Regions from separate parts of the Mus musculus genome. Here region 2 is linked to region 1. Evidence: chromatin contacts called from public HiChIP or PLAC-seq data. All regions are on one chromosome and are shown on one strand. Each heading gives the region's core, a stretch centred on a gene start, on an enhancer-like site or on the middle of the called end of the contact. The rest is flanking DNA. Distances are from core to core; before and after follow the strand shown.

Region 1 (7,231 bases), core at 1,586-4,085:
CACTGCATCTAGACTTTCCCAAATAGGACCACCAACTGGAAGCCATGTGTCAGATGCCATAGCCTATGGGAGTCATTCTCATTCAAACTGCCACACTGTAGGATATATTTTTCTTTCTGTTCCATTCTGTCTTTTAAAATGCATGAGATAATATTCAGTGCAGTGTGGACAACCAGCACCAATAAAGTCAAGGCATGCATAGAACAAGAAAGCATGACTTACAAGAAAAAAATATTTACAGAAACTCTCTCTGGAGTACCACATGCCCTGGATTGACTAGACAAATAAATGTATTTTTTATCTATGCATGTTGTGGTGCTTCAAATAAAAATGGCCCCCATATGTCCATAGGGAGTGGCACTATTCAGTTTGGTCTTGTTGAATTAGGCATGGACTTGTTGGAGGGAGCGCATCACTAGGAAGTAGGATTTGAGGTCTCGCAAGCTCTAACCAAGCCTAGTGGTTCACAGTTCTCTTCCTGCTACCTGTGGATCAAGATGTAGAATTCCCAGCTCCCCTTCCAGCATCACATCTGCCTGCATGTCACTATGCTTTCCACCATGAGGATAATAGACTAAACCTCTGAACTGCATTAGCCAGCCCAGTTAAATATTTTCTTTTATAAGAGTTGCTGTGGTCATGTGTCTCTTCACATCAATAAAACCCAAACTAAGACACATGATAACTATAAAACAGTAGTTATGAATCCATGTTAACGGATGTGTACAAGTCTGTAAAATGTGTCAATAATATAAAGGGGAATGAATAGATGTATATGAAAATGTGCTTTAACTTGATATATGCTATCAGAAAACAAACCTTGGGCATAGGACACATGCTAAGAGAATTTCTGACATGGTTCTAAGCTTTCCTTTCTGAGTATATACCATGCAAGTTAAGTTAGCATTAGTCAAGTTAAGTTTTTTAGGAAGTACTTAAAACCAAGTAGCCAGGGTAATAGAAATGACAGCCAAAGGGAGACTTCCGTTGGGATGAAAAAAATTTTAGGTTTTGTTGGTAATTGCAAAATATTGTGAAAATACTTAACGCAACTGGTTGCACATTTTAAACTTTCATACTGGTAAATTTTAATTGTGTTTTACCATAATAATAAAAAAAAAACCCAAGAAACTAAAATAAAAAAACCCAGCAATATGGGCTTTGCTCACAAACCATTCAAATTGCTGCTGGCTTCAGGGGAACCCAAATCCAGTTCCACAGCACAGATGTTAGGGGAAACTTGTGCCAAGGCATCTATGATTCCTTTCACCACCACATCATTGGAATGTGGAAGTAGGCAGGCATGCAGACTGCAGCAGCAAATGGAGAGCTCACATCTTACACTAAGAGCAGCAAACAGAGAGGGAACTGAAGTGCCATGAGTCTAAACAAAGCCCACCTTCTGTGACATACTGCCTTCACCAAAGCCATACTTCTTGTACTGGCTAGTTTTGTGTCAACTTGACACAGCTGGAGTCATCACAGAGAAAGGATCTTCAGTTGAGAAAATGCCGCCATGAGATCCAACTGTAAGGCATTTTCTCAATTAGTGATCAAGGGGGAAAGGCCCCTTGTGGCTGGGACCATCCCAGGGCTGGTAGTCTTGGTTCTATAAGAGAGCAGGCTGAGCAAGCCAGGGGAAGCAAGCCAGTAATGAACATCCCTCCATGGCCTCTGCATCAGCTCCTGCTTCTTGACCTGTTTGAGTTCCAGTCCTGACTTCCTTGGTGATGAACAGCAGTATGGAAGTGTAAGCTGAATCCCTTTCCTGCCCAACTTGCTTCTTTTTCTGATTTTGTTTTTGTTTTTCGAGACAGGGTTTCTCTGTGTAGCCCTGGCTGCCCTGGAACTCACTCTGTAGACCAGGCTGGCCTCGAACTCAGAAATCTGCCTGCCTCTGCCTCCCAAGTGCTGCCCAAATTGCCTCTTGGTCATGATGTTTATACAGGAATAGAAACCCTGACTAAGACACTTCTTAAGCATGACAAACAGCTTCACCAATTGGAGACTAAATATTCAAACATCTGCATCTATGAGGAATGTTTGCATTCAAATCACCATACTAAGTACTACGGAGAAGGATCCGTCTTAGCCTCTGAGGTATGAGGTCTGCCAGATGGGGAGCTACTAGAATGGATCTATCAGCCCCACTTGTCAGAATATAAGAATATTTTTAAATGGTCTGAGAGTGTTTCTAATTCCTTCAAAAGGCAAAGAATAGCATGTAGACCATCCTTGTTGGACAATGAATCCTTCTAATTGGGGGCTCTAGGGATTTTTATGAGTTGCTCTCCTTGCTTGGTGTAAGACATAAGGGTGGGCTGCACAGGAAAGAGGGGCTGTAAAAACAGAGAGATGTCCCTGTTTGTTAGATGCTGTTCGGTTTATTTTGTTCTCCTAAGACCTAAGATCCCAGCCTGACTCCTGACTTTTAGTGAATAACCTAGATTTTAGTTCATTTCTAATGTTTACAAAGGGTACTTAGTTATGCCTTTTTGTTTTGAAACTTTAAAAAGACTCATTATGTTAAAAGTGGAATAAAATAAAGTTTTGTGGTAAAACAAAAGAGAGAGAAGGAGGGGTAGAGTCAGTACCAGAGAATACTAACTGCTTCGTGTGATGCTCCTGGCTTAAAATACTTATTTACAGTTTTAAAAGAAATTTCTTACCTGAATGAATGTTCTTGTACTTTGTGATTCAGCTATTGACTTCAAATAAAAGTGACGTCTTCAATAAAACAAAACAAGACTTCCAAGCCCCATATTGTACCGGGACACCTGTGTCTGTTCCAGCTGTCCTCATACCAACCACCTGAAGGTGCCAGCCTCAGTTAATCACCAATGTCCCTACTCCAGGTCATTTAGTCATCTCAGAAGTTGAACTTGAGTTTGAACTGGAACATAATTCCGAGGCCTCAAAATTTGTCACAGAATAGTCTCCCAGAGTATGGTCTCAGATGCTGCAAGTTGTAAACTAGGAAGTGATCTACTGTCTCTATTTCTTTGGGCTTCCAGGGGATTCTGACACACTAAAGTTTCTGAACCATTGCACATGGCGCTATGACTTCCCTAAGTCCTGTCAGAATCTGCTTAGCTCTTCTTTCTGAGAGCAAAAAGGTACTCAGAATAGCGATTGTTAAGTACTGACTTTCTGTTTCAAAATGAAACTACTAGCACAGAGAAGCCCATCTGGAGTTGTTGGTGGCCACAATGTTTCAGTGTTTTTAAGTCTGACAGCGAGGCGCCACCGTGTGGAAGAAAGATGACCCTACATTAAAAATAATTCCCGCAGTGATCAGTTGACTTCCCAGTTTTGTTTGTTGTTTGATCTTTATTTACCGCAATAGTTTATACACAGTGGGGAAATGATTTTGTAAAAATGAATAACTAAAGAAGACATTAAAAGTACACAAAACATACAATGTATTCTTAGAGTGTAATTGCGGTTTCATGTTTCCTCACATCTGTCTTCCTTCCCTCTGGGGCCAGTGACAACATGCAGACTAGCAGGACCAGGAGCTGGAGCAGCAATGTGCTGCACAACCGAACAGAAGTGAAATCTGCCTTCCTGGAGACCATCCCCTGTACAAAAATGTTTCCCTCTGCAAATGGCTTCCTTTGTCGGACTGCTGAAAAACAGGTCCATGTGCCAACAGAAGGAAGGAGCACGGGTTCAGAAAATGATTCTGACCCATCGACTTTCACACTGAGCTGTATCTAGTGTTTATTCAAACTATCATTTGTTCCATGTAATTTTCTATTTGTTTCATTTCCATCGTGCATAAAGAACTCAAATTCCAAACGCAATCTGAGGCTATGAATTACGTGGATGTTTAAAGACCTGTCTACACTTGCTTTTGTCTGCTTTGTTCTTTGTGCTTGTGTTTGACATCTTGGTGCCACTTACACAAGCCACAGTTAAGTGATGAAGAGCCAAAACCCTCAAACAATAAGTAAAACAGAAAACCTTTGATGTTGTCTTTTGTTTATTTACTTTATTTTTGTTTTGTTTCAAATCTAATTGAGACAAACCAACAAGAAGAAGAAATCACCTAGGTGCTGTCTGGTCACCCTCTCTGGTCAACATTCCAGAAATAGACATAGATATAAGTGTTATAGCTAAATGTTAAAATCATGTCCAGAAGAATGAGGAACTGAAATTTGGAATAAGGGTTTTCTATTAACTAGTTGTCCAAAAATACATTTTAGAAACTAACGGAAGCGAATGGCAAGTGATCACAATAATAATTATCTAGAGTTTACTGGGCTCTAGTTGTATTCCTCCTCATTATCTCTGAACCATGAACATTCACTACTCCTAAACTTTACATCTTTGGGTGACTAGAAGCTCTCAGTGCTTGTCTAGTCTTTACCACTGTTTGAAATGTTTTTTCTGTAAATTTAACATATTTTTGTTAGTCTTCTACTTCTTCTAGTGCTCAAATGTCTTTAAATTTGAAAGAACACCTAATTCATATTCTTTATACCTTCTGAAAAAAAGTATTTCTTGCTGCAGTAAACCATTGTTAACAATAGTACGTGTTAAAGTCTTACACGCGTTCTCGCGACCGGCCAGGAAGAACGCAACAAACCGGAATCTTCTGCGGCAAAGCTTTATTGCTTACATCTTCAGGAGCCAGAGAGCAAGCGAGAGAATGGCGAAACCCCGTCCCTTTTAAGGAGAATTATCCTCCGCCTAGGACGTATTACTCCCTGATTGGCTGCAGCCCATCGGCCCAGTTGTCATCACGAGAAAGGCAGAACACATGGCGGGAAAACTGCCCCTGCACGTGTGCAGATTATGTTTACCACTTAGAACACAGCTGTCAGCGCCATCTTATAATGGCAAATGTGAGGGCGGCTTCCCACATTAAAGTATAGTAATATTGGTAAGAGACATAGCTCTCCTTTCAAAGGAAGAGAATGGTTTATTCTGGAATCAAATATGAGTGACCGTGCCTCAGGAACATAGATTTAGATTTATTCAAATACCAAGTTCCTACAACGTTGAAATTTCATAAACTTTTTGTAATAGAAGACTACAAAGCTATACATCAAGACACCTTTCAAGTACTGATGGGTACATCAAGTGTGTGGGTTTAGTAAGATAGAGAACTCCTTGTTAAGATAGAGTGTAGTTAGGATACAACACTGTTAGCATTCGTATTGGGAAAAAAAACAAAACCTAGGGTGTTTGTTAGCTTTATACATTCCTAGAGGATTTTTTCATCCATTTATCTGTTAGCTACAGAATGTTGGATCTGACAGAGTGGGGGCAAAGAATTGCTGTTTAGTAGGATAAAGATCACCCAAGATATATTGTAATTAGGCTCTGGACCTGCAACATTTTGCATCTCTGAAGTTTTAATCACTCAATTAGCCTCTGCAGACACAGATTCTTTCCAGGAAATAGCAAAGCTTTATTCAGGACCTGCTCACTAAGCAGACATAACTATGAGGGAGCGAGAGTGTATGTGTGTGGGTTCTACGCCACAGATACATCAGGAAGTGCAAACATATAGCTTTGGAGCGGTTAGGTCTGAGGACCAAATTTATGAAGAGAAAACTGAGAGAGGAGAAGTGAATTACAGGTCAGCTGACCTCAGAGGAGTCTGCTGAAGACTGGACAGTGATCAGACATCACCTACGTGACTGACAGGGTGAGGGGCCAGGTCAGACATGGAATCTGATGGAGTAACAAAGGGAAGGTTTCTGGATATATTTCCATAGCAGGATTTGCTTCTAGAAGTGGATTTTACAAAGAAGTACACAGGAGCACCTAGGACAAGGGTCAGAAATGGACCCAAGGTCTAAGTTTTGTTTCTTCTTATTTAAAAAGGGATGAAGAAAAGATGGTGAGAAAAAGAGGGCAAGCAGGCGCATCTGCTCTTTATTTGTCTGGCCACTTGGAGCAGCAGGTCCATCTGTTGAATATCGCAGTAAAGCAACTCTGTTGGGTGAGGACAGCAGTCAGGCCCTTAATGAAATGAGGTCCTGTGACAACAAAACAACAACAAACACAACGAACACAAAGCCAGGTCTCCAAAGCCTTGAGTCTGACCTCAGGCAGCCAGTGAAACTTCTGGGCTTAAGCTTGCAGCACCCATAGCTGGCTAGTGGGTGAATGGGCTCTGATGCATGTCCTGGAAGGTGTCCAGGCTTTCTCAGTGGCCCACACACCAACAGCACCTTTGTCATCTATATATGCTAAAATTCACACCAGTCTACCTGCTTTGCTAGGCATGATGGCATTCAGGAGGAAGAAGCAGGAGGATTGCCTTGTGTTTAAAGCCAGTCAAGGTTATATAGCAAGATCATTTTTTTTTAGAAAAAAAAAAATCCAAATTGAGACAAATAGACAAAAGAATTGTCTGCCCCAAATTGGCAGGACTTTGGAGAAAGATTGGCTAATTCAAGAGGCCAGAAGCATTTGGAAACATTAATTTAGAGGGCTGGATATTATCTAATATTCACAGTATACAATAAAACTTCCAACAATAAACAAACAAACATAGAACCTACAAACTCACGTGTGCTACAGTTTTCCATGGAAACACTTTTTTTCTCTACAGTTATCTCCATTTCTACCAAAGGTTGCTTTTAGGGCTTCTCATACTTTAGAAAATGTGATGTAATCCAAAGAATGTCAATCAGTCTTAGTCTAAAAACTTTGGATCGATTCTTACATCTGGTGCTTATTATCTGGATAAACTTAAGAATTTACTGAAAAACTTTGATTTAGCTCCTTTGTTTTTCCTTACATTTATTTGTAGGGGCAGAATCTGTGCTTCAGTGGACATGGATCGGTCGGAGGATGGCTTGTGGAGTCATTTCTCCATCTATCACGAAAGCCTTGGTAATGGACTCAGGCCATCTGGAGAGGCAGCAGGCACCTTTACTCTTTGAGTCACTTCACTGCTCCAGTCCCTTTGTTTTTAGAGTGAGACTGAATGCTGATATTACTCACAAAACTTGTGAAAAATCAGGAACCATGTTTTGTATCTGGTGGCTTATGCCTGCAATCCCAGGACACTGAATGCTGAAGCAGGAGGAATTTAGGTTTGAGGCAAGTGGCTACACAGTGAGACCCTTGTGTGAAAAGAAAAATTAGAACAAAATGAAATAATGCCAGCAAATACTTAATTTGGCACATGATATACATTCAAAAATAAAGTGGTGGGTGTGTGAATTTTACTCTAATAAATGCCATAGATATTTCCATTAGAATGCAG
Region 2 (6,857 bases), core at 2,321-4,820, 760 kb before region 1:
TAAACCACATGCCACATAAAACAATGGAAAGAAATATGATTTTTAAGTCAAATAAAAATTGTGATAAATCACAAGAAAAATTGTATCTTTATTTTAATAAGCTACTGAATATGAGTGGTAATTTATTGTTACTATATCCATTTAGCACGGGGTTTATAAGGGTACTGTTCTTGCGGGATTTGGGTCCAGTGTTTTAGTCTACTGTAATGTTTTACAAACAAATAGATACTGTGACTTAACAGAAAGAAAACTTAGTCTTTATTCTTCCACAGAATTTTAGCAAATAACAATTTTTAAAACCTTTTCATCGTATGATTATTATACAAAGATGGGGAAAAGCAACTTCCAGAATTCTCAATTTGCTTTCAGAGACTGTTGTTTATATACAGAATGAGTTAATATAGAAAATATATCTTGGCTCTGAGATTAACAACTATCTTGATGCCAATCCCATTTCATCAACTCTCTCCCTCTTCCATCCCCACTTAAATTACTTCTATTGAAAATGCATTTCAGGGGGATGATGGATTCTTTTAGTTGGACCCTGTACATTGCAAATTATCGTAATTCACTGTCTTCCTTCCCTCGTTTGTCCCCCCCCCCCCCCCCCCGCTCCCATTGTGTGTACCGTGATGGTGTGTATTTGCATGTGGATACGCACATGCCACAGCACATGCACGGAGGCCCAGAGGATGGCTTTCGGGAGTTGATTTTCTCCTTCTACTGTGGGTTCCTGGGATCAAATGCAAGTCATTAGGCTTGTTCTACAAATATTATCTGTAGCCACTGAACCTTCTTGCTGGCCCTTGCTAAGTTTATTTCTAGTTTATACTCATACATATCCAACAAAGGTCCAATAGCTGGCTATCTTATTTACCATTTCTATTTTTGTAATGGTGAATGAAAACTGAAAACCTGCAGAACAGTGTTCATGCCAATTATCAGTTACACTGTTAGCATGTAATCATACTTGTAGCTAAGACACATAAACACTAACCTAAAGGAAGTGTCAGATAAAGAAGAATGTGAAGTTTTCTTGAGTAAAGTGTTTCCATGGCAGCTGCAAAGCCTAATAGAAAGAAGTGTGCTCATATACAAAGCTCCTGCTGTGTAAGAACACCAGCATGGGCAGCATGGGCCACAGAGGGTTTAGTACTTTCCACTGGGCTATGAGAACCCAAAGTATCAAAAATAGCCACAATTCTGTCTGAAAAAATGGGAAAATGGCGTTATATCATTATTTCTTCCATTAACTAGTACTTTAGTTAGTAAAGAATGACATGAGTATGCAGACGGCATCAAACAACTATAAACCATGTACAAGTGACAATTCTCATTTGAGTCAGGTGCTAGATAGCCAGCACATATTCCTGATTTCAGTAGTCTAGAAGGATATGAATGCTGCAGCTCAGTCATTTCAAATTTCTATCAGAATGAGTCTCCTTTAATTCTTTAACTTCTCTTATTTTTTGTTTTCTGTTAAATGTGGATATTTTTATGTGGTTTGTCTCTTGTACATTGTTATTACCAAATAGCCAATAAGCATTTTTAAAAGGTTGGTTATGAATAGTTTCTAAATTATGAAAATTTAAAAATTTTTCAGAACTGAGAGCTTAGTCTCTTTCTAAATGAGATGAAAATAGAAACACAAAGTCAAGATGGAAGAACTTTATAAATCCTTAAAAGTAGTCACTATGTCTCCATAGCACTCTCTAGGGTCCAGGTGAAGAAACCTTTATGCCAATGACACACCCAGAGAATGATACTTACCATAGGACCCAAAGGTCTCAGAGTCTACCTCTCTTAATTTCCCCGAAATAGCTTGTGATTTGTGTATGTAAAAAACAAAAACAAAAACAAAAACAAAAAAAAACCAAAAAAAAACCACCTTTGGCTACATATGTCTCTGATGCGGCCATAAAACTCATACAAAACAGCTAGGCTCTGCTCACTCATGTGTATGCTTCCTGTAACTGGGCGGACAAGTCTAAGAGAACCATGCAAATCTAAGCTCCTTCCCTCTCGCTGATCCTGCTGGGTTAAGTGAGCTGTGACACAACAATCATTAAGGTATCTGACCTCTCTGAGTTTATCATCCCTCAAATGCTAAGAACTAAGGAAGTGGATCAAACAGGTAATGAATTTCCCAAGACTCCCACCTGCTTTTTACTAACCATTATTACAGGTCACATACTAGGCAAAGCATTTTAGTTCCAATGTCAGATGGTTAAAAATAAAATTTAAAAAAAAAAAACAAAAAAACCAAAAAGACAAAACAAAAAAAGAAAATCAAACAAGTACTAAGAATAAAATGGGTTTTCTGTATAAATCCAAATTCCTATGAAATAAAAGCAAATTAAATGAGAGGTTCATCTGTAGTAAAGCTTTATTTAATGGTTAACAAAACTATGATATATTCAAAGCTAGTTAACGGTAGTTTCCCTTTCTTTCTCAAGGATCAGGTGAAATGCCTACCACACGCTCCTTGAGACTCTTTTTGTTGGTCTCCGACATCTCATATACTTAGGTCCCATCTTTACTAAGGAGTCTCACTGTTTTATCTTGAATTTGTGGGTAACAGGTCCAACTCAAATCCCTCTTCCCTACCTCTTATCTCTACTTTCCTTGGATAATTTAATCTATTTGTTGTCCAAGCACTGCTTCAGACACCGTCTTTGACAGTGAAGATTCGGTACTGATATTTCAGTTGTTTAGTAGGTTTTGGACCGAAAGGCTTCCTGACACTTAAAAACTCGTAGGCACCTCAAACATACCCCAAAGAAAATGTCCACACTCTCTTCCCCTCCTTCCAAATAATGTAACACAAACATACTCAGCTAGTCATTAAAGGGAAAACCAATTCCTCTTCCTCCACCCACATTCCTCACATTGTGGTATTTTTCTGCCTTCAAGCAATTCTATCCACACCCACATAAGCTATCCTCACAATAACTAGTCCACTGTCCAGGTGATGATCCATCCTCCACAGGCACCAAACATGCTCCTGATCTTGAACTCCTCATGTTCTTCATGAGCCTAACACCTTCTATAGTCACTATCTTGGAAAGATGCTGCCACTCAATGTAGTGGACTTGCACTTCAGCACTCAGAAGGTAGAGGCATGAAGAATATGAGTGCAAGGCCATCCTTGGCTTTACAGTGAACAGGAGACCCTGACTCGAGAAGAGAAGAGAAGAGAAGAGAAGAGAAGAGAAGAGAAGAGAAGAGAAGAGAAGAGAAGAGAAGAGAAGAGAAGAGAAGAGAAGAGAAGAGAAGAGATAAATGACACTGCCATAAACACTTGGCCAAGTAGGGTCTCTGACAGCATTCTCATTGTAATTCCGACCATGGAGCAGTAGCAGACAAGCCTTCCTTCCTGCTACCCTTAGCCTAGATGCTCTTCTACTATGAGGAGGAATCAAACTGAAGTCATTTTGAGAGAGCTTTCCATTTTGAATAGGGGTCAAATAAACTCTAAGTTCCCAAACCTCCCTAGGTAACTGACATCCTGTTTGGTAGAGAAAGAGACATGTATGTGGGTAACTGACATCCTGGAGGGCAGGTTGAGACATGAGTGCTAAGCAAGTTGCCCTGCCACAGTTGAATAAACCAACCAATGACTACAGGGTAAGTGTACCACATAGGGAAATGTCCCTAGGAAAGTTTCTTTTCCCTGAATTTTGATTGGTAGAAAAATGTAACTGTAACTTGGCACAGATGTTTGTGGTTTTCAGGCTTAAAAGTTCTGTAACATTCTGGCTGAGGGGCTGGGGTGGGAATTGCAGTTCATCTCACAAGTCTCGACACCCCTGATTGATCAGTAGGAGCTGATTAGAATAAAATGTTGTTTTCTGTATTGACTTGGTGTCTGAATTGTGCTGGATCTAAGTGTACTCTATAACACCACAGTTACTTCCTACTACATTACAAACTAGTAAGTTTACAGTTGGTATGATCCGATTCTCTAAGTTTCTTGAAGGAAGATACAGCGCCCCATACTACATAAAGACTTGACTTTTTTTCTAAATTAAGAATAATCAACCTACTCATTGCATTATTGCCATATTCAATTTGTTATAATCATATATATGATCTACTAAATGCCATCAGTGACAACTCATTCTGGGTTCAAATATCTACTTACGGAGCCCCACAGAGTCCGGTGTGCCATTATCATTCTTACTAGGCTGTACTAGTGGTGCAAAGGAAACCGCAAGGATATTTTTACTTTCCCAAGTGTTTTGTCCAGTCCGCATAATCTGTGTCAACTATTTGGAGTGAAACAAGAAAGAAGCAATTCAATTACTTTAATGTCAAATTTTTACAAGAATAATTGTTAATGAGAAGTTAACATTTAAATGCAACCAAGATATTTCTACTCAATTATGTATTATAACACAAGAAATCTACCATGTACTCCACAGGAAATGCATGCCTGCTACTTTAAGTCTGAGCTTACAGAACCCAGGGGAGAACCTACTACTATTGTCTGACTAAACAGACTAAATAGTAATCAACTCTCCATCATGACTGATGTTACTCAGTCCTTATTGGAGACTCACAATTTGTCAAACTCCAGAGAGTAAGTGTTTGTGGAGTACTCAGCCATAAACAGGACATCTACATCACACCTTCTCAATGCTCAGGGAACATCCCCCCCAAAAGAGGACAGAAAAACTGTAAGAGTCAGAGATCATACAGCATTACTACAAAATGGTGTTTTCTCAACATGACAAGACCATGGCACCCATGGGCACATAGCAGTTTATGATCAAAATTTCAGCATTTCCATCCAGGAAGGCCTCATAAGGCCCCACCCACAGCTGAGGTATGTATTGATAGATGATGGCTGCTAGGAAAACGAAAATCAGTTTCCTTTAGGAATGGTGTCCTTGTTAGGCTGACCATTCTCCAGTGAATGGTGCTAATTTTAGAATGCCTATAATTGTTTGTATGTATGAAATTCACAATGAATAAATTTATGTATATATGCCATTGAAGGATTCATACACATGTGGTCTGGGAAGGACCTCGTTGAGTATGTGCACATGCACACGTGTGGAAACCAGAACTGAAAGCTGGAGTTACAGGCATCTGCCGGACAACCAGCTTACTACTGGAGTCTGGATTCTAGCTCTTGCCCTAGGACTGCACAAAAAGCATTCTGAACAAGTGAGCCATGTGTCTCTAGTTTCAAGACAGATGTTTCAATACAAAAGGAATATCCAAATATGGATAAACTACGTCTCTATGTTACACCCAGCTTCTATAAGCTTCTACAAGTATCCGTACAGATCTGTCCACAACACTGCCTCCCTAAATAAATTTCTGAAATAGGTTCAGTCATTTGGTTAGAGTACTGTTAGGAGGACTATACCAGTGAACTCACTTTATGCTCTTCTATAACAGGGGTAAGAGATTCTAATTCTAACCTTAATTTCACATCACAAATAGAGCCAGAGAGATGGCTGCCTGTAAGAATGCTTGCTGCCAAACATGTAACCTGAGTTTCATTCCTGAGACTCACATGCCAAAGGAGAAAACAACTCTTACAAGTTGTCTTTTGACTTCCAAATGTGTTCTGTGGCATGCCCAGATACACCCACACATACATGATAAATGTAGTTTAATGCTTTAAATAATCGCAAAAAGAAGCATATTAATTCAGTAAACATATCCAATTTTAGAATGTCTATAATCCCAGTATGCATGAACTAAGACATCAATGTTCTATACTGCAGGTTAGCTTGAGTTATATAACAAGATCCTTGCTCAAGAAAAACATATTTTCAAACACATCATTAAAGGAACTCAAGCAAGTCAGTAATTATAGGTGTAAACTTCAGAAATGCTCAAGTAAATCAAGTAAAGTACATGGAACTGTGTAGATATGTGTTAAACACAGTGTACACTTGCTCTCATCTCCACACCTTCACACTGAGCCAGCCATGCCCAAGTTTTCTGTGTACATGTGTGTTGCCACGGAGAGTTCGTAGCCTTACCTGGGAGTTAAGCCCTCTACAACTCAAACACATCCCTGGTCCTTCCAAAAGCATTTCTAATAATTTTTAGCATTCTTATCTACTGAGCCAACTTTCTAGCCTGGTTTTGTTTCTTAAAAGGCTCATTTTATTTATGAAGCTAAGTGCTTGAAGCTAGCCATGCACCAGAGTTGACATGTTACAGGTAGAGGGTATGCATTCAAATGAGGAGCTTGGCTGACTGGCGGAGGCTGACTATTCAAGTGAGCTCTAGTCTCCCATCATATTTCCTCTCTACATCTGCTTGGCTTAAAATATTTAAGGATCTCTTTCAAGCTTCTTTCTATGTATATACATAAACAGATCTATAAAAATGTTTCTTCTTTAAAGTTACAATCTATCTTTCTCTGTCAGAGTCCTAATTCCCAATGTTACAACTGTCCTGTGACAAATGCAGGACAGTAAAAGTACCTGATCCTCTATAGGCATGACCAATATGCCCCCAACTTTGAGTAAGATCTTCATGTAGTTTTCGTGGTCTTTCTGGACTCCAGCTCCACAGTAAATTCGATCATACTGATGACTGTCAGAAGCTATCTGAAGGCAATTACCCACCACAAATGCGGGTTCACAGAATTCAAATCTATGTGGGAAAACAAACATTTTAATTGGTTTTAACAAAACATTAGTTCTTTAACAAATCCCCATAATCCTGTCTTAGAAAACGCAAGGCAACCAAAATTAATTTTAAGAATAAAATATAATTAGGAAATCTTATTTAAAAATAAGTGAAATTTAACATTGACCAAGTATGTTGGTTTTTTATCTACGATACAGCATACAAAGCATTAACCTATTTTGGGCCATATGAAACTT

Evidence for each region. HiChIP or PLAC-seq counts read pairs in DNA pulled down with a chosen protein or histone mark.
Region 2: a CTCF HiChIP or PLAC-seq map of large pre-B cells shows a contact between it and region 1, with 5 times the contacts expected there. The contact joins two enhancer-like sites. A contact is called at or near these places in 1 of 15 datasets of contacts at CTCF or cohesin (large pre-B cells) and 1 of 115 datasets of contacts at active chromatin or transcription factors (large pre-B cells).

Annotation. Positions count from the first base shown.
Region 1 is chr1:6,402,530-6,409,760 of GRCm38.p6, reverse strand. No RefSeq gene overlaps it. Among named protein-coding and RNA genes, the nearest start is that of Alkal1, 47 kb to the right of the region's middle. Within about 2 kb of position 2,835, at least 58 of the 459 cell types and tissues checked have an H3K27ac peak or open chromatin away from gene starts, as enhancers often do.
Region 2 is chr1:7,160,659-7,167,515 of GRCm38.p6, reverse strand. Pcmtd1 (protein-L-isoaspartate (D-aspartate) O-methyltransferase domain containing 1) reads right to left here. Exons shown (of 6, transcript NM_183028.3): 4 at 6,453-6,624; 5 at 4,145-4,268. Among named protein-coding and RNA genes, the nearest start is that of Pcmtd1, 75 kb to the right of the region's middle. Within about 2 kb of position 3,570, at least 18 of the 459 cell types and tissues checked have an H3K27ac peak or open chromatin away from gene starts, as enhancers often do.